6 separate regions of the Mus musculus genome follow, and all the other regions are linked to region 4. The links are chromatin contacts, called in public Hi-C, HiCAR-type, HiChIP or PLAC-seq and promoter capture Hi-C maps. All regions are on one chromosome and are shown on one strand. The core of a region is the stretch at or near the end of the contact, and the rest is flanking DNA. Distances in the headings are between cores, read along the strand shown. Region 1 has its middle 3.3 kb from the start of Gm51424. Region 2 holds the start of Pabpc6 (poly(A) binding protein, cytoplasmic 6). Region 3 has its middle 37 kb from the start of Pabpc6. Region 4 holds the start of 6530411M01Rik (RIKEN cDNA 6530411M01 gene). Region 5 overlaps Gm51424 (a long non-coding RNA gene). Region 6 overlaps Gm51424 (a long non-coding RNA gene).

The links. Promoter capture Hi-C pulls out the DNA fragments that hold promoters and counts their contacts. A called contact is a pair of places that touch in the nucleus more often than the background predicts. HiCAR-type assays count read pairs that join an accessible place to other places. HiChIP or PLAC-seq counts read pairs in DNA pulled down with a chosen protein or histone mark.
Region 1: a contact with region 4 is called in an H3K27ac HiChIP or PLAC-seq map of neural progenitor cells, with 39 times the contacts expected there. The contact joins the enhancer-like site here to the promoter of 6530411M01Rik in region 4. A contact is called at or near these places in 2 of 15 datasets of contacts at CTCF or cohesin (both in embryonic stem cells), 17 of 484 Hi-C or Micro-C datasets (astrocytes, brain, cerebellum and 10 more) and 21 of 115 datasets of contacts at active chromatin or transcription factors (astrocytes, differentiating embryonic stem cells, embryonic basal ganglia and 10 more).
Region 2: a contact with region 4 is called in a promoter capture Hi-C map of embryonic stem cells, with 4 times the contacts expected there. The contact joins the promoter of Pabpc6 here to the promoter of 6530411M01Rik in region 4. A contact is called at or near these places in 9 of 39 promoter capture datasets (the C10 cell line, cranial neural crest, embryonic stem cells and 4 more), 1 of 15 datasets of contacts at CTCF or cohesin (embryonic stem cells), 4 of 484 Hi-C or Micro-C datasets (cerebral cortex, embryonic stem cells and forebrain), 14 of 115 datasets of contacts at active chromatin or transcription factors (SST interneurons, VIP interneurons, embryonic basal ganglia and 5 more) and 3 of 9 other capture datasets (embryonic stem cells, liver and pancreatic islet).
Region 3: a HiCAR-type map of astrocytes shows a contact between it and region 4, with 7 times the contacts expected there. The contact joins the enhancer-like site here to the promoter of 6530411M01Rik in region 4. A contact is called at or near these places in 2 of 15 datasets of contacts at CTCF or cohesin (embryonic stem cells and stem cell-derived epiblast-like cells), 7 of 484 Hi-C or Micro-C datasets (embryonic stem cells, nephron progenitors, neural progenitor cells and 2 more), 14 of 115 datasets of contacts at active chromatin or transcription factors (VIP interneurons, astrocytes, a beta-TC-6 cell line and 7 more) and 1 of 9 other capture datasets (embryonic stem cells).
Region 5: a contact with region 4 is called in a Hi-C map of forebrain, with 18 times the contacts expected there. The contact joins the enhancer-like site here to the promoter of 6530411M01Rik in region 4. A contact is called at or near these places in 2 of 39 promoter capture datasets (hippocampal neurons and stem cell-derived epiblast-like cells), 12 of 484 Hi-C or Micro-C datasets (cerebellum, cerebral cortex, forebrain and 7 more), 11 of 115 datasets of contacts at active chromatin or transcription factors (SST interneurons, embryonic forebrain, embryonic hindbrain and 4 more) and 1 of 9 other capture datasets (embryonic stem cells).
Region 6: a contact with region 4 is called in a HiCAR-type map of astrocytes, with 4 times the contacts expected there. The contact joins the enhancer-like site here to the promoter of 6530411M01Rik in region 4. A contact is called at or near these places in 1 of 484 Hi-C or Micro-C datasets (cortical neurons), 9 of 115 datasets of contacts at active chromatin or transcription factors (astrocytes, embryonic basal ganglia, embryonic forebrain and 3 more) and 1 of 9 other capture datasets (embryonic stem cells).

The regions. Positions count from the first base shown.
Region 1 is chr17:9,577,549-9,581,827 of GRCm38.p6, reverse strand. No RefSeq gene overlaps it. Among named protein-coding and RNA genes, the nearest start is that of Gm51424, 3.3 kb to the right of the region's middle. Within about 2 kb of position 2,202, at least 54 of the 459 cell types and tissues checked have an H3K27ac peak or open chromatin away from gene starts, as enhancers often do. A contact at or near this core is called in astrocytes, cerebellum, cerebral cortex and 9 more, where this site is marked.
Region 2 is chr17:9,667,329-9,671,120 of GRCm38.p6, reverse strand. It overlaps Pabpc6 (poly(A) binding protein, cytoplasmic 6), which reads left to right and starts at 1,417. Exons shown (of 1, transcript NM_001163836.1): 1 at 1,417-3,792. The coding sequence starts at 1,501. The coding sequence ends at 3,432.
Region 3 is chr17:9,630,875-9,635,147 of GRCm38.p6, reverse strand. No RefSeq gene overlaps it. Among named protein-coding and RNA genes, the nearest start is that of Pabpc6, 37 kb to the left of the region's middle. Within about 2 kb of position 2,392, at least 29 of the 459 cell types and tissues checked have an H3K27ac peak or open chromatin away from gene starts, as enhancers often do. A contact at or near this core is called in VIP interneurons, astrocytes, forebrain and 2 more, where this site is marked.
Region 4 is chr17:9,165,166-9,169,394 of GRCm38.p6, reverse strand. 6530411M01Rik (RIKEN cDNA 6530411M01 gene) reads left to right here and starts at 1,373. Exons shown (of 3, transcript NR_027881.1): 1 at 1,373-2,108. It overlaps Gm52287 (a long non-coding RNA gene), which reads right to left. Exons shown (of 2, transcript XR_003952250.1): 2 at 1-4,229.
Region 5 is chr17:9,425,922-9,430,161 of GRCm38.p6, reverse strand. All of the region lies in intron 3 of Gm51424 (a long non-coding RNA gene), which reads left to right. Among named protein-coding and RNA genes, the nearest start is that of Gm51424, 150 kb to the left of the region's middle. Within about 2 kb of position 1,546, at least 28 of the 459 cell types and tissues checked have an H3K27ac peak or open chromatin away from gene starts, as enhancers often do. A contact at or near this core is called in SST interneurons, cerebral cortex, forebrain and 1 more, where this site is marked.
Region 6 is chr17:9,534,623-9,538,810 of GRCm38.p6, reverse strand. All of the region lies in intron 2 of Gm51424 (a long non-coding RNA gene), which reads left to right. Among named protein-coding and RNA genes, the nearest start is that of Gm51424, 40 kb to the left of the region's middle. Within about 2 kb of position 1,905, at least 13 of the 459 cell types and tissues checked have an H3K27ac peak or open chromatin away from gene starts, as enhancers often do. A contact at or near this core is called in astrocytes, embryonic forebrain and stem cell-derived neural progenitor cells, where this site is marked.

The DNA.
Region 1 (4,279 bases), core at 953-3,452, 410 kb before region 4:
GTCCTTGTCCTTGTCCTTGTCCTTGTCCTGATTGTCTTTGTCCTCTGTGCATTGTCTCCTTCTCTCTCAGCAAAAGATTACAACACCAAGCTCTTAGTGTCTCCCGAGGCGCAAATTTGATTCTGTCCCTCTGTCCCCTTCTCTCTTCTCCCTTCCTCCCTCCCTCCTTCCTTCTGTCCCCTTCTCTCTTCTCTTTCCCTCACTCCTCCTCTGTTCCCATGTTTTCCACAGCAAAGAGACCAGGAGTTAATGCAGGCTGAGTGGATTTATAGCCAGGAGCCTCAGATCACCAAGGAAGCTGTGAGCCTGCTTAATGTGGATTCTCTGTCATTTGTGCCCAAGGCTCTTGTCTCTACTTGTTAGAGGTACAAAAGTCCTTGTGCCCACAGATCACTAGGGGAACTAGGAATGTTAAACACACAGGACCTTTTCTCAACGGAGGTGATAAAATACCTGTTTTCCTTTCCAAACAGCTGAGAGTGATTTTGCTGATGACCCAGTGACCTTTATGCTACCTGTAGAGGCAGACCTCACCCAAATTTCCCAAAATGATTGTCTTAGACTCTTCCATCCCCAGACCATTACCTATCCCTTCAGCGAGATGACTTATGCATGTTTTTGCCTGGTGACCTCTATGCTGTCTCAGTAGAGACCTCAATAGATACTAGCTCTTTTAGCTATAGAACTCACCTTCATAATCATACGTTCTTTGTAAAGCAGTTGCTATCTAGTCATACCTTAAGTTTTATTGTACAGAGCACAGAGTTCCCAATGAAGGAGCTAGAGAAAGTACCCAAAGGAGCTGAAGGGGTTTGCAGCCCTATAGGAGGAACTACAATATGAACTAACCAGGTACCTCCAGAGCTCCCCCGGGACTAAAACACCAATCAAAGAAAACACATGGTGGAACTCATAGCTCTAGCTGCATATGTAGCAGAGGATGGCCTAGTAGGTCATCAGTGGGAAGAGAGGCCCTTGGTCCTGTGAAGGTTCTATGCCCCTGTGTAGGGTAATGCCAGGGCCAGGAAGTGGTAGTGGGTGGGTTGGGGAGCAGGGGGAGGGGAGAGAGGATAGGGGATTTTCGGAGGGGAAACAAGGAAAGGGGATAACATTTGAAATGTCAATAAAGAAAATATCTAATTTTTTAAAAAAAAAAAGGGAAAATGTTTTATTGTACCCCTAGGACTGGATGGATTGTTGTCTAATTATACTGTACTTTAAATATGTTGGCAATGACGGCCTGGCCTTAGACTCCACAGAAGACTGATCTAGGTTCAGGAGGCCAATCTGCACTGGCTTTCATTCTTTTTTTCTTTGAGGTTTACCACCTACAGCGACCCACAGGGTCTTTCTCACCTACTGCCTAATCCAGGCTCAGTTCCCTTCCCAGTTGTTCCTCTGAGGACAATGACTTCCCTCAGGCCGACTTGGCTCTTTGCAGATCTGAGCACTGAGCATAAATGACCAGAGCACTGTCAGATCTAAAGATTTGTGAACACGCTTGCCAATTCGGACATTTTCTGCCTAGGCTGGCACACTGGTCTTTCTATGCTCTATCCTGTCAGGAGTCAGCTTCCTTGGGGGTTTTCATGCCAAACCGACAGAATGGGAGCTGTCTGCAGGCATCCATTGAAATGTAAATGGACCTACACCACTGTTTTCCAAATTGAGAGGCACCCATACACAAACGTCCAATGCTAATGGGGGCTCTGAATTAGAAAAAATATTCCCAAGTTAAATGAGTTTGGGAAATGCCACACTGCGTTGGGGGAATTATCATGAGCAGCACACTAAATAGTCTGTGAGAGTCTTTACTGAAGAGTTTCATTGTGTTGCATAGCCAGGACTTGCAAATTTATTTGGTCCCAGGCAAGACCTCTTTGCAGATTAGAACTCATTAACATTTTGCTGGACACTTGGATTCTGTTTATCTGGAGTTGAGAGGCCCAGAGACTTAGCTTTCTCATGGGGTCTCTTCCTAATCTTATGCCTCAGTAGGCAATGGAAGACATGGCTTCCTGCTATTGTTTAATTATTTTCTTGTAATTCGGGGTCATTCAATGATATCAGGGGTGTTTGCTAGTGAGACTCGGGCTGTAAATATATCACCAACCCCACTGCAAGCTTCCTGGAAGCCCTAAGCCCTCAGTGGCTTTTTCCAGACTGAGCCTGTCCTGTCTCACCATTTAGCCTGGGTAGATTCCTTAGATCTTACAACCTTCCCTTCTTAGCCCTCTGGATGGCTCCAGAGCTCCGGGCTTTGACAGGTCTGTCTCAGGGGTCCATGTTTATCTGTCTGGACTGCCATAATTTCATGTCTTCACGGAGCTGGTTTGATTCAGTGAACAGACAAAAGTAAAGTGCCCTTCGGCGATTTCTTTTTCTCTTTGCTAAGGTATTGACAGGGCCCCCCAGGCTGTTCATTTCCCTTATCAATATGAGTTCCATGTTAATTCTTCCATTTAATGTTGAATTAAATGAAACCCTGGGAGATCTGATTATGGCTCAAGAATGCCCAGAATGTAGTCAGTAATAGAATTCATCTAATGACCAATATTTAATCTTGTGTCAAGAACTTTGTGACAGGTGAATCAAAACAGAGGACAGTGTTTCTATCCATCTCTGAGCCTATAACAGATGTAAGGGTGTGTGTGTGTGTGTGTGAGTGTGTGTGTGTGTTGGAAAGATTAATTCAGAAGGTTGGCATGTTTGAGGCATTGTACTTTTTGAAACATCATTATACTGAAAGAGCTAAAGAACAGCAGTATGGATTGCTCTAGCAATCTATGCATATGCAAGGATAAACACACACACAGACAGATAGATACACACACACAGACACACACACAGAGATCCACGACATACATGCACACAAGCATACACATACATACACATGAATGCACACACACATGAATGCACACACATACACACACACACACACACACACACACACACATGAAGCTTCATGGCATGGCAGTAAAGGGACACGTTTTCAAAAATATTTTTAAAATGTGTTTTTAATTCTATATATTGTAGTATTCTTTAAAGAGTTATCTATTTTATTTTTAGCACACGTGTGTGTACCTGCAAGCATAATTTCTAGCACAAGCAACAAACATTTTTTAACCACTGAGCTATCTCTCCAGCCCCTAAAGGGATGTATTTTGGGGTAAACTCAAGTTACCACAAGTAAAGCGAACTGTATGAGGTAGACAAAAATTTGTGTTAATGTCTTTGTCTCTTCTGGCTTCCAAATTAAGGGCTAGGGGTGATATACTACTGATGCCAATTCAGAGAAAGAAGTCCCATGAAAAACGGAGAATATCTAACAGGGTAGGATGCTTCACTCACTGTCATTTTTTTATTGAGCCGCCAGGATAATGCGTATTCTCAGAAATGTGGGACTGAAGTTCATATCATAGCTGTCTGCTAAGAAAGAGCAAGAAGCCTGTTCAAGCTAGGAACCCTGCTGAGATCCTATATCCAGAGCTGTGCAGAAGCTCTGGGTGTCCATGATAAGCCACAGTCCCCTATAGTACTAGGAAGTGGGCTGGATCCTCCTAAAGTTATTACCTGTCTATGTATAATCTTATAAGGACCCATGAGGTCTGCTCTTGGGTGGAAATATTGATATGTAGGAGCAATCACACACTCAATTCTTCTTTCCTTTCTAGAATATTATTGAGGTAGAACAGAATGCTAGAGAAAATTGTGGAGACACAGGAAGAAAAAGAAAACCCTCACTTAGGAGCTTGATTGAAGTCAGCTAGGAATCAAGAATTCCAATAAAACTGGCAACATTTGCTTAAGGCCTTTCTTCATTCTCCCCAATAAATCTATACTCTCTATGAATCTCATCAGAAGTTTCATTTACTGGGAAAGGATATAACTTAAACCCCTTGGACAACTCAAGCGGCTCCTCCTTTTACCCTGTCAGATTTTAATGCCATCTAGGACACTCCTGAAGTGATCCTCTGATCACACTTATCAAAAAGAGGGAGAAAAGGACATTTTTTTTTTCAGCGACTTTAAGATGTCAGTTGATAGCCATTAAAATAGTGTACAGAAGACACACAGTGCTATGTTCCCTGGTAAGCCTGTCCTGCTCCCTACAATGTCTTATTTCCCCCAAGTAAGTACCCCCCTATCTCAACCCCGTTGTGTTCACTGTGTTCTCTGACACTGTGACCCTTTAACACAGTTCCTCATGTTGTGGTGACTCTCAATCATAAAATTATTTTCATTGCTGCTTACTAACTGAAATTTTGCTGCTGTTATA
Region 2 (3,792 bases), core at 168-2,667, 500 kb before region 4:
TTAACACCCAAATGCACTGATGATAATAATAAATGATCCCACTACAGGGATGATGCTGGAGAGATGCTTAGGATGAAGGGGAGATGCTCTTCACGCATCCTCCCTTCTCCCAGAGCTATGCCCTTGGTAGCTTATTAGCTATATTCTGCCCTCCCACCACCACCACCACATAACACAAACATCCCCAAGCCACTATCTTCCTGTTACTAATTAGTTGCATCTGGAATAAAGTATCTGTCAATGGAAAGCCGATTCATAGCTCTCTTAATTATGAGTTTTTTTTTAAATTAGACTGAAGTATGAAATTTGAGACCATGGTACGTTACTCATATTTTTGATGCATTAATGTGAAGCACTTAAACAGGAGACCACTTCTTTTTGTATTCTAAAAAAACAAGCAAACAAAACCCAAACAACAACAACAAACCCAGAGCATATAAGTAAAACAGCCAAACTGAATGATATCACTGTGTCCCAAGTGGCCCTCAGAATAATTATTGACTTCCTCAACAGCCTTCACAAAGTTTAGTTTCTCCCTTTTACCTTTGTGTTTGTACTGGGGTGTTACCTACATTCAAGAGAACACCCCTCTTCACAAACACACACACTAAACACAATCTATTGACATCTTCATCTTGGACTTCCAAGTGAGAAATAATATTTTTGATGTTTATGGTAATTTGCCTTTGCTACTGCATTGTCCCGGATGGGGACTTTCAGTTTGATTAATTTTTAAGCTCTCAAAATCATCTTCTTGGTCTGTATTGAAAGTTTTCTTTTGCAGTATGAATAGAGAGTTACCTTCAAAGGAATCTCTCTCTCTCCCTCTCTCTCCCTCTCTCTCTCTCTCTCTCTCTCTCTCTCTCTCTCTCTCTCTTCCTCCCTCACCCCTGCTCATCCCAAGTGTGTGTGTGTGTGTGTGTGTGTGTGTGTGTGTGTGCGCGCATGTGTATGTTCATATTCATGTGTAATCAAGACTCTAGTTTGAGCTAGAATATAACAAACAGGATTATTCACTGAGATTATTTTATTTTATTTTATTTTATTTTATTTTATTTTATTTTATTTTTTGCTTGCAGGAAATAAATAGCTCCCTTAAAAGCATCTTTATCTGCCCCTGAGGTCAGTGCAGAGCATATAAGGTGTATGCTTCAAGCTCAGAACAAACACGTATCACCCCACTCCTACTATTTAAAAAATAAATAAAAAAGAAAGAAAAAGAAATCCTCAAATCAGAGCATTCTCCACCGGATACTTTGATTAAATAACCAGCCACAACCAACCGAACAAGACCAACCAGCACCACCAGTGTCCGGAACCCAGGTAGGGAGGCTGATTTCTACCCGGACAACCAGCTTATGGCATCACAGCCCCCATTTCCCAACCGGAAGCAGCCCGCCCGTGCCGCCGACCTCCGGGTTCTTGGCAGTTGAGGGCCTTTCCATTCCGGTTGCCTTCTGTTCCTGTGCTGCTCCTGCTCCCTGCTCAGCCTTTGCAGACATGAACCCCAGCGACCCCAGCTACTCTTTGGCTTCACTCTATGTGGGGGACCTGCATCCCGACGTGACCGAGGCGATGCTCTATGAGAAGTTCAGCCCGGCAGGGCCCATCCTCTCCATCCGGGTGTACAGGGACAGGATCACCCGCCGCTCGCTGGGCTACGCGTCCGTCAACTTCCAGCAGCTGGAGGACGCCGAGCGGGCCTTGGACACCATGAATTTCGACGTGATAAAGGGCAAGCCGGTTCGCATCATGTGGTCTCAGCGGGACCCGTCGCTGCGCAAGAGCGGAGTAGGGAACATATTTGTGAAAAATCTGGACAGATCCATTGACAGTAAAACGCTGTATGATACGTTTTCTGCCTTTGGTAACATCCTTTCCTGTAAGGTGGTGTGTGATGAGAATGGCTCCAAGGGTTACGGCTTTGTACACTTCGAGACACAGGAAGAAGCTGAACGAGCAATTGAGAAAATGAACGGGATGTTCCTAAATGACCACAAAGTGTTCGTTGGTCGCTTTAAGTCTCGTAGAGACAGGCAGGCTGAACTTGGAGCCAGGGCCAAGGAGTTCACCAATGTTTACATCAAGAATTTGGGAGAAGATATGGATGATGAGAGACTCCAGGATCTATTTGGCAGATTTGGGCCTGCCTTAAGTGTTAAAGTCATGACTGATGAAAGTGGAAAATCCAAAGGATTCGGATTCGTAAGCTTTGAAAGGCATGAAGATGCACGAAAGGCAGTGGAAGAGATGAATGGAAAAGACCTCAATGGAAAACAAATTTATGTAGGTCGTGCTCAGAAAAAGGTGGAACGACAGACTGAACTGAAGCACAAATTCGGGCAGATGAAGCAAGATAAGCACAAAATTGAACGGGTACCACAAGATAGAAGCGTCAGATGCAAAGGTGTTAACCTCTATGTGAAAAACCTTGATGATGGTATCGATGATGAGCGTCTCCGGAAGGAGTTTTCCCCTTTTGGTACGATTACTAGTGCAAAGGTAACGATGGAGGGTGGGCGCAGCAAAGGGTTTGGTTTTGTATGTTTTTCCTCTCCAGAAGAAGCCACCAAAGCTGTTACAGAAATGAATGGTAAAATAGTGGCCACCAAACCACTCTACGTAGCTTTAGCTCAACGCAAAGAGGAGCGCCAGGCTCACCTCAGTAACCAGTACATGCAAAGAATGGCAAGCACCAGTGCCGGGCCTAACCCAGTCGTCAGCCCTTTCCAGCCAGCGCAGGGGCCGTCAGGTTACTGCATGACAGCTACACCAACTCAGAGCCGTAGGGCATACTGTGCTCCTAATCAGACTACTCAGCAAGGACCAAGTGCCCGTGGGAGTGCTCACGGTACCAGAGCTCATCCATTCCAAAACATGTCTAGTACCATCCACCCATCACATACTATGCCATCATTTAGTACTTCAGGACCCACTACCTCACAGGCTATACGACATCGTACTGCCAGCACATCCACACAGATGATGGGCCCACATCCTGCAGCTGCTGCTGCTGCTGCAGCTGCTCCTGCCACCCGCACAATTACCCAGTATAAATATACTGCTGGAGTCCGAAATCCCCCTCAGCATCCTAATACACAGCCACATGTCAGCACGCAGCGGTCTGCTGTTCCTGTCCAAGGTAAAGAGTCTTTGACTGCCTCCATGTTGGCCTCTGCTCCTCCTCAAGCTCAAAAGCAAATGTTAGGGGAATGGCTCTTCTCTCTTATTCAGGCCATGCACCCTGCCCTTGCTGGTAAAATCACGGGTATGCTGTTGGAAATTGATAATATAGAGCTACGCCACATGCTTGAGTCTCCAGAGTGTCTCCACACCAAAGTTGATGAAGCCATAGCTGTACTGCAAGCTCACCAAGCTAAAGAGACTTCACAGAAAGCAGTCAGCAGTGTTGCTGGTGTCCCAAATGCTTAAAGATGAGCAGGTGAATGCATAAAAACCCCTGCTTCACTGAAGAAAAATATCTAGACATTGAAAACCCATGACAACAAAAAGAAAACTAGAAACTAAATGAAAGGGAAAGGAACTTATAATCTCCTGTGCCAAGTCAGAGTCAGGTCTAGTGAGCAATGCAAAGCCCAAGCCACTTGGTTTAAGACAGCAGATAACAGAAATAGTGACATTTAAGAGCAAATTAATGTTATCGACTTTGGGGAAATGATTTTCTTTTTAGGAAAGTGCAAAAATTTAAAGCATCTCTTACTTCAGTTGTAATTCAAATAGCTCAAGATGTCATTTCTAAGTAACAGAACTTGTACTTGAGCAAGGACCATG
Region 3 (4,273 bases), core at 1,143-3,642, 460 kb before region 4:
AAGAATGCAAGCTGCTGAGGGGAGGGGAGATTTTGTCCCTTCTAGAATTTGTTTTATTGCAGTTCCTAGGTTAAAACACAGCACATAGACAATGATTTATAATACTTAATTTACTAAAATCAGTCTTGAACATATCACCGATTCTCCCAGTAACACTGTTAACATTTTCCAGTCTCTAGGGAAGGGTGTGGGTCTTCATAAGACAGTGCCATTGTGGGTTTCCTCAATTAAGAACACAAGTGTAGGCTCAAGCCTACACTTTTCCAGCTTTGAAAGCTCCACATTATTTTTTCTAGTAGAGGCTGAGATCGCCTCCAATCTGTCAGATACTCAGTAAATTCTTGCTGAGGGTAGAGTTAAGCATATGTTTCTTCAGCTATTTTTTATGATTCTTAAGCTTTCTGCACATCCTGTCCAGGTCGTATACTTGTACCTGTCCCCCTTGAGAAGGAGATACTACAGGATTTTAATTGTCTCCTGGCTTCCATGTAAGTTACATGTGTTGTTTTCAAGCATCTTTCTCCTGATTCCCTTCCTAAATTTATCCCTTGGAGATCAGTCAAGAATTCATTTCAGTGTGTTGACCTTGTCCTGACAGCTGGAAATGCTCTGTATGCTTCTAAATTTCTCAAGATCTTGTGTCTCTCCACTCCTTCCTTGTAAGGTGCATTAGACTACTTTATCACAATTGTGTCCCCAAGAGAAACCATTCTCTCTTGCCCAGTGTCATATCTCCTACTTTCCTAGGTTTGTTAAGAGTAGATTTCACACAGCTCTGAAGACCTAGGATGCCAAGGAACCCAGGCCTTTGATACATTAGACCTGGCATTGTGCATATACCTAAAAGGTTTTCCCTGGGTCAAGATAAGCAGAGACAGGAAATTTGATCCTTTCAACACATGCGCATGTTAGAACATGCATCTTGGTCAGCAGCTCCGGGGAAGCTTAACCATTGTCAGCACAAAGGATGCTTTCTGTATCTACGGCAGGACAGGTACCTCGTTGGAAAGCTCAGTTACATGCCAAATAAATAGTGCATCTGATAACTATTAAAATACCACCCCTGGTAATGGCACTTTAGGGCTCTTTCAACAAAATGAGGGGTTGCTGCTTGCCACCTACACAACAAGCAAGAGTCTGAACATCTATTGATAGGAAGAAGTGACTGAAAGGGGCTGAGGCTGCCAGACAGATGGCTTGTGAGGAAAGCACACCACACATACTTTTGAGTTATGGGAAGAATTTCTGTAGACAGTCATCCTGCTGCTTGGTTCATGATCTTTGTGATAAGACAAACTGTAGGTGTACAGGCTCATGCTAGTCCTGCCATGCTTGAAAGGATGCAAGGATGTCTGAGACTTATTAAGTGAACAGGAGGCAAGCCTTAAAGTGGAGATGGAAACTCCATGGTGACACCCTTAAAGATGGATTTCTTAGACAACCCAGGACCACTTACCCATGGGTGGTACTGTCCCTAGTGGAATGGGCCCTCCATGCCAATCATTAATTTAAAAAAAGAAAGCCCTATAGACTTGTCTATAGGGCAATCTGAAGAACTCATTTTTTTCAACTGAGCTTCCTTTTTTCCAGGTGATCCTTCCTGGCTGTGTCAAGTTGACAAAACAAAACAAAAACAAAACCAAACAACAACAACAACAACAAACCCACCAACTACTCAGCACATCAAATGATGGTGAATTATACTTTTCTTTATAAAGCAAAGCCTCTTCTAAAAACATGTTTTGTTCCAGGCACCATGAAGCTCCTTAAAAACACACATTATCTTGCTTAATGCTTGTAAAGAAAGAGAAAGGTCTACATAGGCAAAGTGTCTTTTTTGGTAGAACTGAATGTACTTTCCCCAGGGTATCATGCCCAGTAAATTGTCAGTATTTTGTCTTTTCATTCTGTTTTTTTGTTTTCTTCTTACATTGCAGCTTTTATTCCAAACCCTTTAGAGACAATGAGTCCATTCGCCACACCATCCCAACGACGCTGACTTTAGAAACCCCGGAAGGCCATCTGAGCTGTCAGTAACTTGTTCCCGTTCTGGGGCGGGACCATTATTGGGCACCACGTTCCTCTATCTTTCCCACACAGCTGCACCCTGCTTTGAAATGCCAGAACTGCCATCATAAACTAATGGGAAAGTCTAAACTGACATCCCTGGCGCCTTCTTAAAAATGCTGCTGCTGCAGTTTGCTTTCTTTGGTGATAGATCTTTAGAAATGCACAAGGAACTCGAAAGTGACCCGAGTTGACAAACCAGCACAATGGAGGGAAGACAATTCTTTTCCACAGGAACATTTGGACTCCTTTCGATGCTCTGCTGCACGAGCCAGGAGCTGCTGAGCGTGTGCTGTGGTTTGAATGTAAAATATCCCCAGTAGCTCGTGGATTTAAACAGTTGGTCCCCTCAATCAGTGGTTCTGTTGTGGGAAATGGAGTCTTCAGGAGGAAGCCAAAGGGAGCACACTTGCGGATTCATAGTCCAGCCTTCCTTCCTTCCTTCCTGTCTGCTGCTTGCTTGCTGAATGCAGATGCAATGGGGGGAGTTGCCCGAGTCCTATTGTCACTTTCTCCTGCAACTGTGGGCTACAGTCCCCCAATCTCTGAACCACAGGCCCAACGAACCATTCCCTTCTTTAAGTTGACTTTGTAAGGTGTTTCGTAACAGCCAAGGAAGAAATTGTTCCAGCTCCCATATGACCTTCCTAAGTTCGAGACAGACCAGGTTAGCATTCTGTCTGTGTACTGACGATGACTGCTCCTGTTTGCTTTGCCTTCCTTGGCAAACAAATGATGAACTGATTTGTTGCTTAGAAGTGACAAATGAACCGGCAGGCTTTTGAAGTGGCAAACTGCCAGGCCCACAGATCTCCATTCAGAAATACAGCAGCAAGATTCAGAGAGACTCAAGCCTCAAATGTAGTAGGCCTTACTGGACTCTAACTGACATTATATGTCATCTATTAAAATACATGGGAGGTAGAGTTGCTCCAGGGAGAACATAGGAGAAGAAGACTCATCCTGAATATTGCTGACTCTGTACATGTAGACTGCACTAGAAAGTGAAACATTAAGTATGGGGACTGAATTATAATATTAATTATTTAAATCCTGGCCCAGGGTTTCCACCCCTCCTTGGTTATTGGATTCCAGGATTAAAAACACACTCACGGCATTTATATTTACAGTAAGCCTTAACCAGCACAGTAACTGGGCAGCTGTCTACCCTCCATTCTGTTGAATCTACTCTCCTATCAGTAACCCTGAATCACTACTTACTACTTACTAGGTTTCATCTGGGCTGCTCTTAACTCCAACAAGTTAGCCCACAGGGCTACATTTTTATGCCTCAGCTAACTCTTGGTAGCTTCTTCTTGCTGCTGCTGCTTCTTCTTCTTTTCTTCTTCTTCTTCTTCTTCTTCTTCTTCTTCTTCTTCTTCTTCTTCTTCTTCTTCTTCTTCTTCTTCTTCTTCCTCTTCCTCTTCCTCCTCCTCCTCCTCTTCCTTCTCCTCCTCCTCCTCCTCCTCTTCCTCTTCCTCCTCCTCCTCTTCCTCCTCCTCCTCTTCCTTCTCCTCCTCCTCCTCTTCCTCTTCCTCTTCCTCCTCCTCCTCCTCTTCCTCCTCCTCCTCCTCCTCCTCCTCCTCCTCCTTTCTCTTCCTCCTCTCCTCCTCCTTCTCCTCCTCCTCTTCCTCCTTCTTCCTGGTTCTCTTCCCCAAGCCCACAAAACCTAAACCTCAACTAAGTCTCTTCTGCCCAGTTATTGGCTATTGGAATCTTTATTTACCAATCACAATTAACAGGGGACAGGGTCACTTAGCTAGTGTCTATGTGCAGACTCTCTTGTTTCTGGGGCAACCAGCTTTTGAGGCCCAAATTAGCATTAGAATGCAAGCAGCTTACAAGGCCAGCTTACAACACTGAATTCTTACAAAGACCATGGAGTCTGGGTGATTAGTTGTATGGGTGGTAGCCCTGATACTCAGAAAATTTATGATCCCTTCCATTTCTATAAAAAATAACTTTAAAATTTTTATTTCACAACCGGTACTGGCACATGCCTTTAATCCCAGCACTTGGGAGGCAGAAGCAGGTGGATTTCTGAGTTTGAGGCCAGCCTGGTCTACAAAGTGTGTTCCAGGACAGCCAGGGCTATATAGAGAAACCCTGTCTCAAAAACAAACAACCAACCAAACAAACAAACACACAAAAAATATTTCTTCTATGAATCTGGTCTGAATGTTTTATCTGCATGTATGTGTACTGT
Region 4 (4,229 bases), core at 124-2,623:
AACTGCCATCAATTTGTTAAATCCTATAATTTCCCAAACTCCTCTACTTTGAAAAATCATTAAACCATTAAAATACAGCTGGGAAGACCTGGAGAATCTCTGACTGCGGTTTTAAGGACAAAGTGAAATTTGGCTCTGGGCACTATCTCTAATCATATTATGTTAGAGGGTATTTCAAAATAGTTCTGGGGGTAAATTTTTATTAAATATGGGGAGATTGTGAATGGTCAACCAAGCAAGAGTTGTTTGTTTGTTTGTTTGTTGTTAGACAGGGTCTCATTTTGTACCTGGCTGACCCAGAACTCATTATGCAAACCAGGCTGGCCTTGAGCTCACAGACATCTTCCTGTCTCTGTTTCCCAGATGATGAAATTAAAGGCTTATGCTTCCTCATGCTAGGAACTAGTTGCAAAAAAAACACTTTCAACCAACATATTGTGTTTTGGTTGTGGGGTAATATAGACTAAGAAGCTCAAAGACGGGGGAAACACACATACCCCCTATTTTGTTCTGTGATTTCCCCCACGCCTTTAAACTTTATTTTTCTTTTTTATGTAAGCAGGATGTCCCATTCAGAGAATGGTGACCTCTGAATTAATGTCATAGATTTGTAGTAAAAGGGATAGATGCTAGTCATGTATGATTATAAATCAAAGATGTTGTTCTGGGGTCAGTGACACAGAGGGCACATAGGACCACTCTGATGAGGGAACGGAGTTTCACTGTGGTGGGAGCCCAGAGCTCTGCTGCCATCTGCTGGTCCAGCATGCATGACACATGTGATCCATCTTTCCTTAGAACTAGTCTCATTTTAGGTCACAGCTCACCTTGGGCATACACGAACCTGTCAGCCCTCTCTTTGTATTCTGATTCATCTTAGCTGCAGGCATCCCACAAACTGGCAGACACGCAGAGAAACATTGAGAGCACAGGTGGAGGGCGGGACGGACCTAGTGCCCTATTTAAACTGATGGATACATTTAAATGAAATATACACGAGTTAGGGAAGGATGTACCGAGCGAACCCGTGGTAAATTTCAGATCATTATTTGATGCCGCTACTTCGCCGTTTGTCTTCTTTGCCCTCGCGCGGTAAACCAATGTGCCCTTTGCAGTTTGACATGAATATGGTTTATTTTAGCTAAAAATCCAAGCCGGCCCTAGTCACTCTCGCTGTGAGCATTTTCAGGCTCTCCTTGCAATCCCAAGAGTACAGAAAATAAATTTGACACAATGTTTCTTTTGTCTTCCCCCACCCCCCACGCCTCTGGCCAATTGATTCGGAGCTCTGTTTCTGTCTTGCCACTGCTGCCTCCAGGTCGAGCTGAGATTTCCGTAGCTTGTTAAGCTAATTTGGGTGCTGAGCAAGGACAAGTCCAGAAAGCAGATTCACAAAGCAGAGACTCACAGAAGCGGGGCTGTTGTGCTATGCTGTTTAGAAGCTGGCAAACGTGCCCTGGATCCTCCTCAAAACATCCGGCTGAGACAATGCAGTTTCGGGCTCACAGCATTGTTCCTGGAGAGACCTGAAGATCCCTGGAGGCTCCGGAAGCCATGCAAGGAGCGACCCCAGGGGAGCTGTGGTTCCCAGGCCTCAGAGGTGAAAGACAGTGGCTTGCAAATGCAGCGCCTCAGAGGTGAAAGAGACAGTGGCTTGCAAATGCAGCAACAGCATCCCATGAGTGCAGGGGAGCGCTCTGGGTGGAGCAGAACAGTAAAGTTCATAAATTCAGCACGTCAGAGCAGCCTGTCTCCCCTATTTACTCTGCAAGTCCGTGACATCGCGAGCGCTCGCTACTTTACTTTGTCTTAATGCTGGCGCGTTAACCTCTGAACGGTGACTTTCCAGCCACTAGCCTGGAGGCTGTAAGGTGCTTCTGTGCCTATTTTTAGCCTCTTTTCCGCGAAGAAAAGAGAAAATAATAATGTCTCGTTCCGGGGATCCTTCTCAAGCATGCACAGGATCCAGGAGGCAACAGTAACATCCCTAAGGAGCCAGTCTCAGAAGCAGGTGTGGGGCGCCCTCTCTCTGTTATCAGAGAGGGTGCCGGAAAGCAGCTGGGCCACAGCGGGGCACTGGGCAGGATCGCTACGAGGAATTCAATAAGGTTGGCTGCAGAGTTTCAGAGAGCAAAGTGGGGGAGGGGAACTCTGAGTGTGCTGTGCCTGTTCCCTTTGGGCTCCTCTGCCCACTGTGCTGTCTCAGAGGGACAAAATCAAGCACAAAAGAGCCCTAGAAATGTGTCATGTGGGCCACACCCCCAAACCCCCGACCCCGTTCATTTCTGAACAGAATTATCAGAGCAGATGACCTTTTTCTAAAATGGTGCTTCTGAAATGAGTCTATCCTTTGTTTTGTTATCAGAATCATACGATGTGAAATTAGAGAAATGTGTGAACGCAAAAGGATTCTAGATGAAACCCACCCAGAGCAGTATTTTCTGTATTTTGCATTTTTCACGTAAACTCCTTGATTATGTACATATACATGTATGAGGAATGTTGATGCATGGGCTGTGTCTATATTTTTTCATAAAGCATCTCACATATTACCTTTAAATGGCTGCCATTTCTTATGGAGTAGTGTGCATGTGTGAATGTGTATGTGTAGATAATATTTAGATATAAGGATAATAAGTTTATCTATATTTTAATATTGGTCTATATTCATATTTTTCTGGGCTCCGTTCTCAGCAGTAGAAATGATAGCACCTGTATTAATACCATAATGGTTAATATGTGTATGTGTATATGAATATATATACACATACTTACATGTGTGTATATATGTATATAGATGTGTGTGTTCTGTATGTGTGAGTGTGTTGTATATGTATAATCAAAATGCTTTCACAAAATGAATGGAGTAAGCATGGTGATACAAGCCTCGTGGTAATTCCAGGACTCACCCAGTTAAGAGAAGTGAATGCCTCACAGTTAAAGGTCAGCCTGGATGACCAGTAACTTTCAGGTTAGTCTGTTTTAAGATTTGAGACCATGTTTGAAAACCAAACAACACAGCAGCAAAAGATAAACAAATAATTTGACCGTCCCCAGACTATAAAACACTGACGCGCTGAACCGCTATTAATGTTCATTACATCTTTTAATCTTTGTAGATTTGATTTAGAAAAAAAAATAATTTATAGAGAAAAATAAGCTCTCCCTGTTCTCCATGATGGGAAGAAACAGGAATGGAGCCCCGCTGTGATGACTGTGGATCAAGAAATCCTAGAAAACAGAGCAAAACTCAGAGGCTCTGGGAAGTGTGTGCTCTGCTGGGTTCACTAATGTTTTGAAAGTGAAGTCAAATATGATAGAACTCAAAGAACAATAAAGAAACAAACATAAAAGTGGTAGGTCATAGCAGACAGTGTTAACACCAAGCTCTGCCGGTGTCTTACTCATTCCATGGTGCCTGGCACACATCACAGACCTTGTCACTGCCAGGAAAAGGAGGGATGGAGGCTCAGGCTGTTCAGCTTGCACTTTTAGTTACAACTTTGCTCCAGGATGTGTTTGGATCCAAACTGTGTTCAGCCATCAAATTAGGCCACCTCTGAGAATCACTAATAGAAATGTCAGGTTGAACAAGAAAACCTACAGAGTGAACTCACCTGGGCCCACTGGGGCTCGTGGAGACTAAACTGCCAACCAGAGAGTATGTATGGGGTGGACTTAGGCTCCCTACATGTATGTAACTATTGTGTAGCTGGGTCTTCATGTTGGAACTCCTAATGCAGGAGCAGGGTCTATCTCTGAATACATTGCCTGTCTTTGGATGCCTTTCCTCTGACTGGGCTGCCTCAATGGAAGAGGGTGCGCCTAGACTTACTGCAAACCCTCTTGATAGACTGAGGCTGTTTGATGTCCATGGAAGGCCTCCCATTTTCTGGAGAGAAAGGGAGAAGGGATGGTGGGGGAGAGGAGGGGAGAGAAAGGGACTAAGAGGAAAGGAGGGAGGAAAGCGGTGATCAGGATATAAAGTGAATAAATAACTTAGTCAATAAAAAAAGAGAAGAAGAAAAGAAAAGAAAAGGAGCGAGACTACAGACTTTATGTTCAGCTTAACATATATAAAACTTATATTGATCTACATCTCTTATAATTCACTTTCCTCCTAAAAATGTTGATATACAAAATAAATATATAAGTAATACCTATATAAAATAGAATTAATACATACATATATGAAGTATCTGTGAATCTTAACATGTAAATATACCCTT
Region 5 (4,240 bases), core at 297-2,796, 260 kb before region 4:
GAATTCACCCAAGAAAATAAATGTTTGACTATAAAGGACAGGAAGAAGTTGTCCTTAGGTTTTCACATATGCCTTGTTGTATTAGAGTTGATACTAGTTGCCCACAAGTTCACCTAGCTGCCCACGATGTCACAGCTATTTAAATTCGAATTTAAATCCTAAGGAAAGTATTGTGTCTTTGGCAAAAACATTCATGTAAAATTTAGTGATCCTTCCATAGTGAATTGTGGCACAGTGGAGATTCTACATGCCTGCTGGCATCACAAATATCTCTTATAGAACATGCATGTCTACTGCAGATGCTGCTGTCCCCAGAGAGATGAAATGAGTGTCCATACTTGTTTCTCTGGTTTATAAACTATGACAATTTTTTGGCCTGCTTTCAATACTCTGGAAAAAAAAATGAAAACAGTAGCCTCATTTTAGGATGTTGTGGCATGTGAAAGCTTCTCTGTCATGTTCTACATGTCAGTGTTTCATGTGTGCAGTGAACTGAGACTCAGCTGGGTCCAGAGAACAGGGTGAGTTAAGTCAACAAGGCTGATTCAAGTGAGAACCATTTCACAGGACTGAAATGGCTAACATCTTTCCTCGTAAGACAGAGCATAGTCCTTCATGTGTGTTACATGATTGGCTAGCATGCAATGACAGAGTCAGTAGGTAGAACATTTATCTTTTTGAATAACTTGAGTGGCCATGTCTCCACCAGCAGTCCCTACCTTCTGTGTCTGGTCTGATAATTCCCCAGAAAGATGGGCCTTCCAGGCATGGCCCAGGTGAGGCTTAGGACGTACCCCGCAGTAACTAGATCATTACAGAAGGCCCTGCAGACGGAGGTAACAAGTCAGTGATGACAGGCCATGCATCATGCATTCACTGTCCATGAAGGACTCTTTTTTTTTTTTTCCATGAGACTGATTTATCACAAGAGAAGGAACCTCCTGGGTGATGGAGTTTATACCATGATTTTGCACAGCTCCCGCAGATAGAAGGATCTTGTCACAAAAGTCAGGAGCAAAGGAGAATATCTGACAAAGACAGTTGGGAAAACTATGCTCTCTCTCTTCTTGCTTGGGAATGCAGAAAGCATTTGCCTAAGGAGCTCTGGCATAAATTCAAAATACAGCATGTCTGGTAATTTCAATTTTTAACAGCCAAGTCCTTAAAGAGAAGCAGGGCTGGACTCAGGGAAGAGAAGGAAGGTAAATTTCAGATGCAAATGACATCTAGCTGTGGCAGTCTGGGGAGAGCATATTAAGATGAATACACGCTTCTGCAGAGGAATTTATAGTGGGTCATTTCAGGCTGTTCTCTGGTCTGGGAGAGTTTTCCTTGCAGACCCTGGGAGGGATGACGACACTGGCTGAGTATCAGTAAAGGGTGTCCAGTGTTGTCTTTTCACAATTCGCATCGTTAAGCCTAGTTTTATTGTTCACACAAAAACTGCAGCTGTTGGCTCAGGATGCTAGAAGATGCTTGGAGTCAGGGCTAATTAGCCAAATTATGAAGCCTGGGATGATCCACAGCAAGCACAAAAGATGCTGAAATGCTGCCCTGGAGGAAGAGCAGTCACGCCCTCTGCAGGCCAGAGCGTGCTGTGGCTCCGAGCCTTCTCCAGACCTTCCAGCAGACCAGCTTTTGGATCTGTAGGAACTGTCACATAAGATTCATGAACACAGGAAGCACACTGGAGACCTCCATTAAGGCAAAACAGGGGTAGGCTGTGTGGAAGAAACCAACCACAGAGTAGGGTATTCAAAAGTCTCATAGATACTGTTAGCACATGCTCAGAAAAACAAAAACAAAAACCAGCAAAACAAACAAAACAAAGATCGTCCCTCGTAGAGGAGAGCACAGCAGAAACAAGCACAAGCAAGGAAGACAATAAATGGACCTAGCTTGATGTTGAAGTACTTGGCAATGAATGATATAATTTACTAAAATATTGGGCACATATTATCAACTGAGACCAAAGCAGAAGGAAATGTACTGTGAGCACAGTGAGGAACGTAACTGTAGTTGGTTAAGCAGTAGACAGAGTCCTCTATTCAGGAGGTTGAAATGGAAAGTTTAAGTAAAGGAAGCTGCTTTGCCACTCTAGAGTCAGATGTTCAAACAGAACCAGAGCCTGTGGCAACCGGCAACCACCCGCATCCTCTGGGATGCTGGAAAAACTAAGAGGTCCCTCCTGCGTCCAACACCCTCCCCCCCCCCCAAAAAAAAAAAAAAAAAAACCAAACCCAGACCGAGGTGCAGTTCTCAAAGTTACAGGAGAGGGTGTTCTTGGGAGACATTTAGGCGGTAGAATCATTGCACCAGGTGACAGAGTGATGTAAAGTCTGGGAAGGAGAAGCCGATAGGCTGATGCTGGTGCCTGCTGTCTAATTTAGGCAGTGCTGTAGAAGGCAGAGTCCCACGCCCATGGTGAGGAAGAACAGATTTGAGAGGGAATACCATTCAGGACGCCATTTGGGTTTACAACAGCCTAACTTTAAATTTAGCGCTTTTGGGACTACCGGGTGTGGTGGTAGGCATCTGTGAACCCAGCATGGAGGGCACAGAAGCAGAAGGCTCGCGGCAAATTGTGAGACCAGATTAGACTACATAGAAGACCCCGTCTCAAAGAACAAAACAGACGTCATGAAGCAAGTGGCCGGGCTGTGAGATGGATGGATATGCTTGGTAAGGAGTTGAGTTATACGGTACAGCGAGCCATTGGATAACAAGATAGAAAAGAAAGGGCGGAATGAGATAGCAGAAGGCATTTCCGCTAAGGATCTACACCGTTCTGCATGGATAGATTTGCCTTAGCTCTCCCACTTCTCTGGGGAATTGTGTGATCTCCCTGTTTAACCGCAGAAGGGAGATCAGAGTAATTACTTAGCAGGATTGCTGTGAGCATCAACTGAATCCATTCATCCAGGGGCTTCCAATAATGCCTAGAACACAGAGAAGGCTAATTTAGTGGGCTTCCAACGACAAAAAAAGTACAAGTTCACCTACACTGGACAATCCAAGGACATACACATTACAGGAAGTCAATACAGAACCCTCTGTCAAATACAACAGGAGGGATGCCCAAGACATATACTGCTATTGATCGTATGGCCATGGAGTTAACACAATTAATTTATCTCTTTACAAGATGAGTACTTTTCAGACTTATGCATTCAGTGTGAATATTAAAAGGATGGTTTCTTACACTGGGTAGTGAATCACCAGCACAGAGAGCCTGTGTAACTGTGGCACAACATTGAGCAGCTCAGATAACATTTACCTGAGAACATATATCTGAAATTTTACCTACCGTTAATTTTAGAGATTATGTTGGGAGTTTTTCAAATGCTTGTGTATTTCAAACAGGATCTTAGTATTGAAATCTAGGCTGATCTAGGACGTGGAATCCTCTCTCCTTTGCTTCCCAGGTGCTGGTATTATGGATACAAGCCATTTTGATGATAGCTTAGAAAACTTGCATAACACAATTCTAAGGTGTGAGGAGCGGGTGTGGTGGCAGTCCCAAAGGCGCCAGGGACTGCAGCTAAGTCCTATGACTTGCACCTGACTTCCTCATATAAGCCACAAACATCTTGAGAGCTGCGCAGGTGTACCAGGATACAGGTGAATCCATTTTGATGGAAATATGCCCCTGCTGCCCTGATTGGCTGAAGCTGCGTACCTGGTGAGGTGGCGTGGCCTGTTGTGCGTGGATGGGAACTGAGAGTATAAAAGAGTGAGAGGCCCAGGGTTCAGGGGAGATATAAACAAGGGAGATATAAACAAGAAGAAACAGGACTGAATAAACGTGTGCAGAAGGATCCTGTTGCAGCGTCGTTCTTCCTGGCCAGTTGGGCGCGCGCAAGACTAAGGAGCAGGCTGTGCATTGAATTTTGTAATGTTGTCTGGTTTTGTTTGTGGTGTGTGTGTGTGGCACTGAAGGCAGGGTACTGACCCAGACATGGGGTGTTAAGCACAGCTCTCTCTCCCTCCGACCAAAACATCTGCATGCTTTCCTTGAGATCCCCAAAGCATCTGTATGAGTCCCTAATGTTTCCTTAGGACACATTTCAGGATACAGTATACATTTATTATTCAAAGCTTTTGGCTTCTGACACTAAAATTTCATCTTTTCTATATATGGCTTTCACGTGTTTGATATTATTATTAAAAACATTTTGATAAATGGCAGTAAAACCATAAAGCTTTTTTATTTTTTAAAAAAAAATGACACAGTTTAATA
Region 6 (4,188 bases), core at 656-3,155, 370 kb before region 4:
ATTTTCCCTATAATGAGATTCCCCAAATGATTTTCATACAAATAATGGCTCTTTTCAAGTAAAGAATGACATGGAATTTGCATGCAAACCTTTATTCAATAAATCACCTCCACTGATGGATACTTTCAATGCTGGCATTATATTTTCTAATGCAAAATTTAAATACTTCACTGTTTTATTGTGGTTTTCCCCCCTCACTGTTATGAGACTTCTGAAAGGATATTTTGTTGATTGCCCTACTATGGCTTATCTTCCTAGATTCCTGGATGCATAAATCAAATTCTATCTGCATTAGTAACTGCTCTGGGAGGTGTTTAATAATGAATAATGACAGAATGACTCAATGAGCCAAAGCTCTCAGTGATGCCTCTGCAGCCCTGGGAAGGCAGAGGGACTGTTTTAAAGTGTGGGGACTCTGTGGGACTGTGTCCCCAGGGAGGGAGCAGTGCCTTAGGAGGAAAGCCTGAAGTCATTGCTCTGCGGAAGGTCAGAGCTCAGTAATTGATTAGTTATGTCTTTTGACCTATACATTATTCCAATCGCTGAGAAAGGGATGCTCACCAAGAAGACACTCAGTGTCTGTAACAGGGCCGAAACAGGGAGTGTGAGCTTGTCTCCCAAGTCTGGGAAGCTATCTACTTTTGCCTTAGTTTCTACCACACCAAGCAGCCACGTTCTGGCACTTACCTCCGCGCACGTTCGATTCCATGTGGAGACCTTCACTTTATCAAGCAGGGTGTCTATTAGCAGCAAGTAACAGGAAATATTTTGGCATGCCGTTTCATTTCTGATATTGGCTAATTTTGTACACAGCTTTGACTTCGGAGGATACGCTGTCACGGGCCATTGCACCGTTCCCTAACGGTGTGTCTTGCTTCAGGGTTAATGTTGTCAGACTTACATCAAAACAAGTCGTGGCTAACAACTCTGTTTAGAGGGCCAGTTGTTCCTAAAGTTGACGAATGCTGGGAAATGATGGCTTTCTTTTTCTCACCAGGTAAACGTTTATGTCTACAGTTCTACCCTGCCTTATGTAAAGCCGTCAGCATCACACCTTGGAAAAGGGACGCTCACGAACTGCCTTTGCTTTTCCTTGCTGGGAAAACTCCTCACTTCTCATCTTTGAGATCCAGATGTTCCCTTTGTAGAAACCTGGGAGCTTTTGTTCGTTGTGCTCTTTCCATCCCAGCATGCCACTGTCTACAGAACTAGGGGCAGAATCCTTGCTTGAAATATTATTTTGTTTTGAAGTGCCTTGCACATTGGCACCATTTTGAATATGAAATATGTAGGTGATTTTTTTTTGTCTCACTTGACGATTTCTAAACTTTAAAAAGAATTTACTGAAAATTCACTTTGATATCTTTGTTTTATTCATAAAATCCTTGCTCATCTCTCTTAAGATGTTTCCACTGGCCCGTGGTCGCTCTCTTGGATTCACCATCTCGCGCGGCACGCGTACATTTAGCTGCACAGTAGCTCGTGGGCACTGCATCTCTGTCCTCTGGACCCCTCAGCTCCACTACTGCTTTCCGTTTTTGCCTTAATGTTTAAGCGTGCTTAAATTCTATGGAAACTTTCAAGTTCTCTGATTTCTCCCCTAGATGAGGGCCAATGAATATGAGTCCAGCTGAGCTTGGCATTTGGCGCATGTCCCGCTGTCAGCCTTCAGAGTACTGCTCTCCCCATCCTCCCATCCCTCTGCCCAAGTGCATTGTGGGAGTAGGCTCTGGATCATTTTCAGAAGGATTTCCCTCTACGTTTCTCTCTGACAGCAGGTTTAGATGTTGCTTTTGTATCAAGACCTCAGAAGGGATCCAGTTTCGTGTTCCTTTGCCCCACTTAGCTGAGAGGAGTTTCCACCATCTGTTTGTTGTCTTAGGCCCTAGTCTGTGGGTTCTGATGGAGCTAAGTGATTCTGACTCTTTTCCTGTAGTAGGCAGCTATAGCTGTTGGGGGTTCAGGTTTGCTACACTTCCCTTGAAGATGTGCTCACTGCAAGCTACCACCTTCCATTTTGTCTGATTGACGATGTGATGTCCTTTGCCTTAAAAAGAAGCTTTTCAGCTTCATGAGGTCCCGTTTATTAATTGTTGACCGTAACTCCTGTGCTACAGGTGATCTGATCAGAGAGTTGTCTCCTGTACTTATGTGTTCAAGGCTATTCCCCCCACTTCCTCTGCTACCAGGATCAGTGTATCTGGTTTTATGTCGAGATCTTTTGCCCATTTGGAATTAATGAGACAATCAGTGCTCTTATTTGACACTTTAAGTCTGTCTTCTAAAAGTCCCCATGCAGAAATTCATGAAGTCCTGTTGTCATTGTGTAACACTGGATGATTCTTAAATGAGCCACAAAGCCATCAACAGCCACAGGGTAAAACGCCCAAAGCTTGTTTGCCCACAGTTTCCCAACCAGAGCCCCTGGACCTGAGTCCATGCAGGTTGGTGGGAACTCGTTTCTTGCCATTGTTTTCAAAGTGTTAAAGCCAAAAGAACACAAATTCATGAGGATAAATGTTGCATGGAGTAATTAACATTTCTTATTTCTTTGTTTTGTCTATTACCATATCAATTCGGTGAGAGTAGCTCATGGTGTTCATGCTAATTAGTGGCTTTACTTGGGAACTATAAATGTCTCTTTGACAACGAACAATAATTTTGTAAATGTGGTCTGCTTAGTAATGAGTGTACTTTGTGCAGCAAAGTCCATGAAAGGGTATTTGTTTAAATTTCTGTTCACATTTGAGAATTCTTGGAACATCAATTATCATAAAGATTTCCATTCTGAATTTAGTAACTTTCAAAATTAGGGAAATATTAGCTGCTTCCATAATGCTCAATCTACAAGCACTAGCTTTAGTTTTTCGTGTTTTTTTCTCATTTGACATTATCTGTGTGTCTTTTGGTGTACATATGTTATTACTTTTGATGTAGTCAGAATTGTTACTCTGTAGTTTTGGGTTTTTATTATTTTTTAAATTTATTTTTACACTCCTTATTTTATCCCCCTCCCAATCCACCCTCTGACTGTTCCACATCCCATACCTACACCTCACACCCCTGTCTCCATGTGGATGTTCCCACCCCCTCACCCCAGCTGACCTCTAATTTCCCTGGGACCTCCAGTCTCTTGAGGGTTAGGTGCATAATCTCTGAATGAACACAGATCCAGCAGTTCTCTACTGTATGTATGTTGGGGTCCTCATATCAGCTGGTATATTCTGCCTGGATGGTGTTTGAGAGATCTCAGGGGTCCAGATTAATTGAGACTGCTGGTCCTCCTATAGGATCACCCTTCTCCTTAGCTTCTTTCAGCCTTCCCTAATTCAACAACAGGGGTCAGCTGCTTCTGTCTATTGGCTGGGTGCAAATATCTGCATCTGACTCTTTCAGCTGCTTGTTGGGTCTTCTGGAGTAAATTTTTGCATGATAATCGTAAGATTCTATATTTTATGACTCTGTGATCAGTGTGCATAGGCCTGATTTTCTTGTGTAATTTGATATGACACTACATTTAATCCTTCTGTGTCTGACTGATGACAGCTCAGTAACGGTGGTTTATATAGTCAGTCTCCCTGCTCTCAGGCTTCACCCTGTACACATGTAGTTTCTGTCCATGTGTGACACTGTCCCTTGATCTTTTTTTGTCCTGCTTGTCTGTATGGCTACATTCAAACCAGCACTATTTTGTTACAACTTCCATAATTTTACATTGAGCCGATCCAGTTCTGTAGTCCTAATTGTCTTCATTTTTAATTTTTATTTTCAGTGTCAACTTCCCAGTTTCATTGGAAGTCCTTTTGGCATCACTTCAGTCACATAGACTCTGCAGCACACAGAAGCTGACTTCTTCAGGATATTAAGTTATTTTGTACCTGAAACATTATATCTGTTTATTGATGTTTTCTTCCTGGCCTTTAATATAACTTATACTTTCATTCCAATCCAAATGTGCATCTTTTTTTTTTCCTGGATGCTTTTCTCCTGGTGATATGAGATTGAACTCAGGGCCTCATATGTGCTAAAGACAGGATATAGCACTGGACAGACCTCCAGCTCTGAGAACTCAATGCTTTTACAATCACCACAATAGTATCCATTATTATAATTATTTTAAACAGTACCTATCATTGAATATAATAATTTATTTGGATTTCATTATTGGTCTCACATCCAGTGAACTTG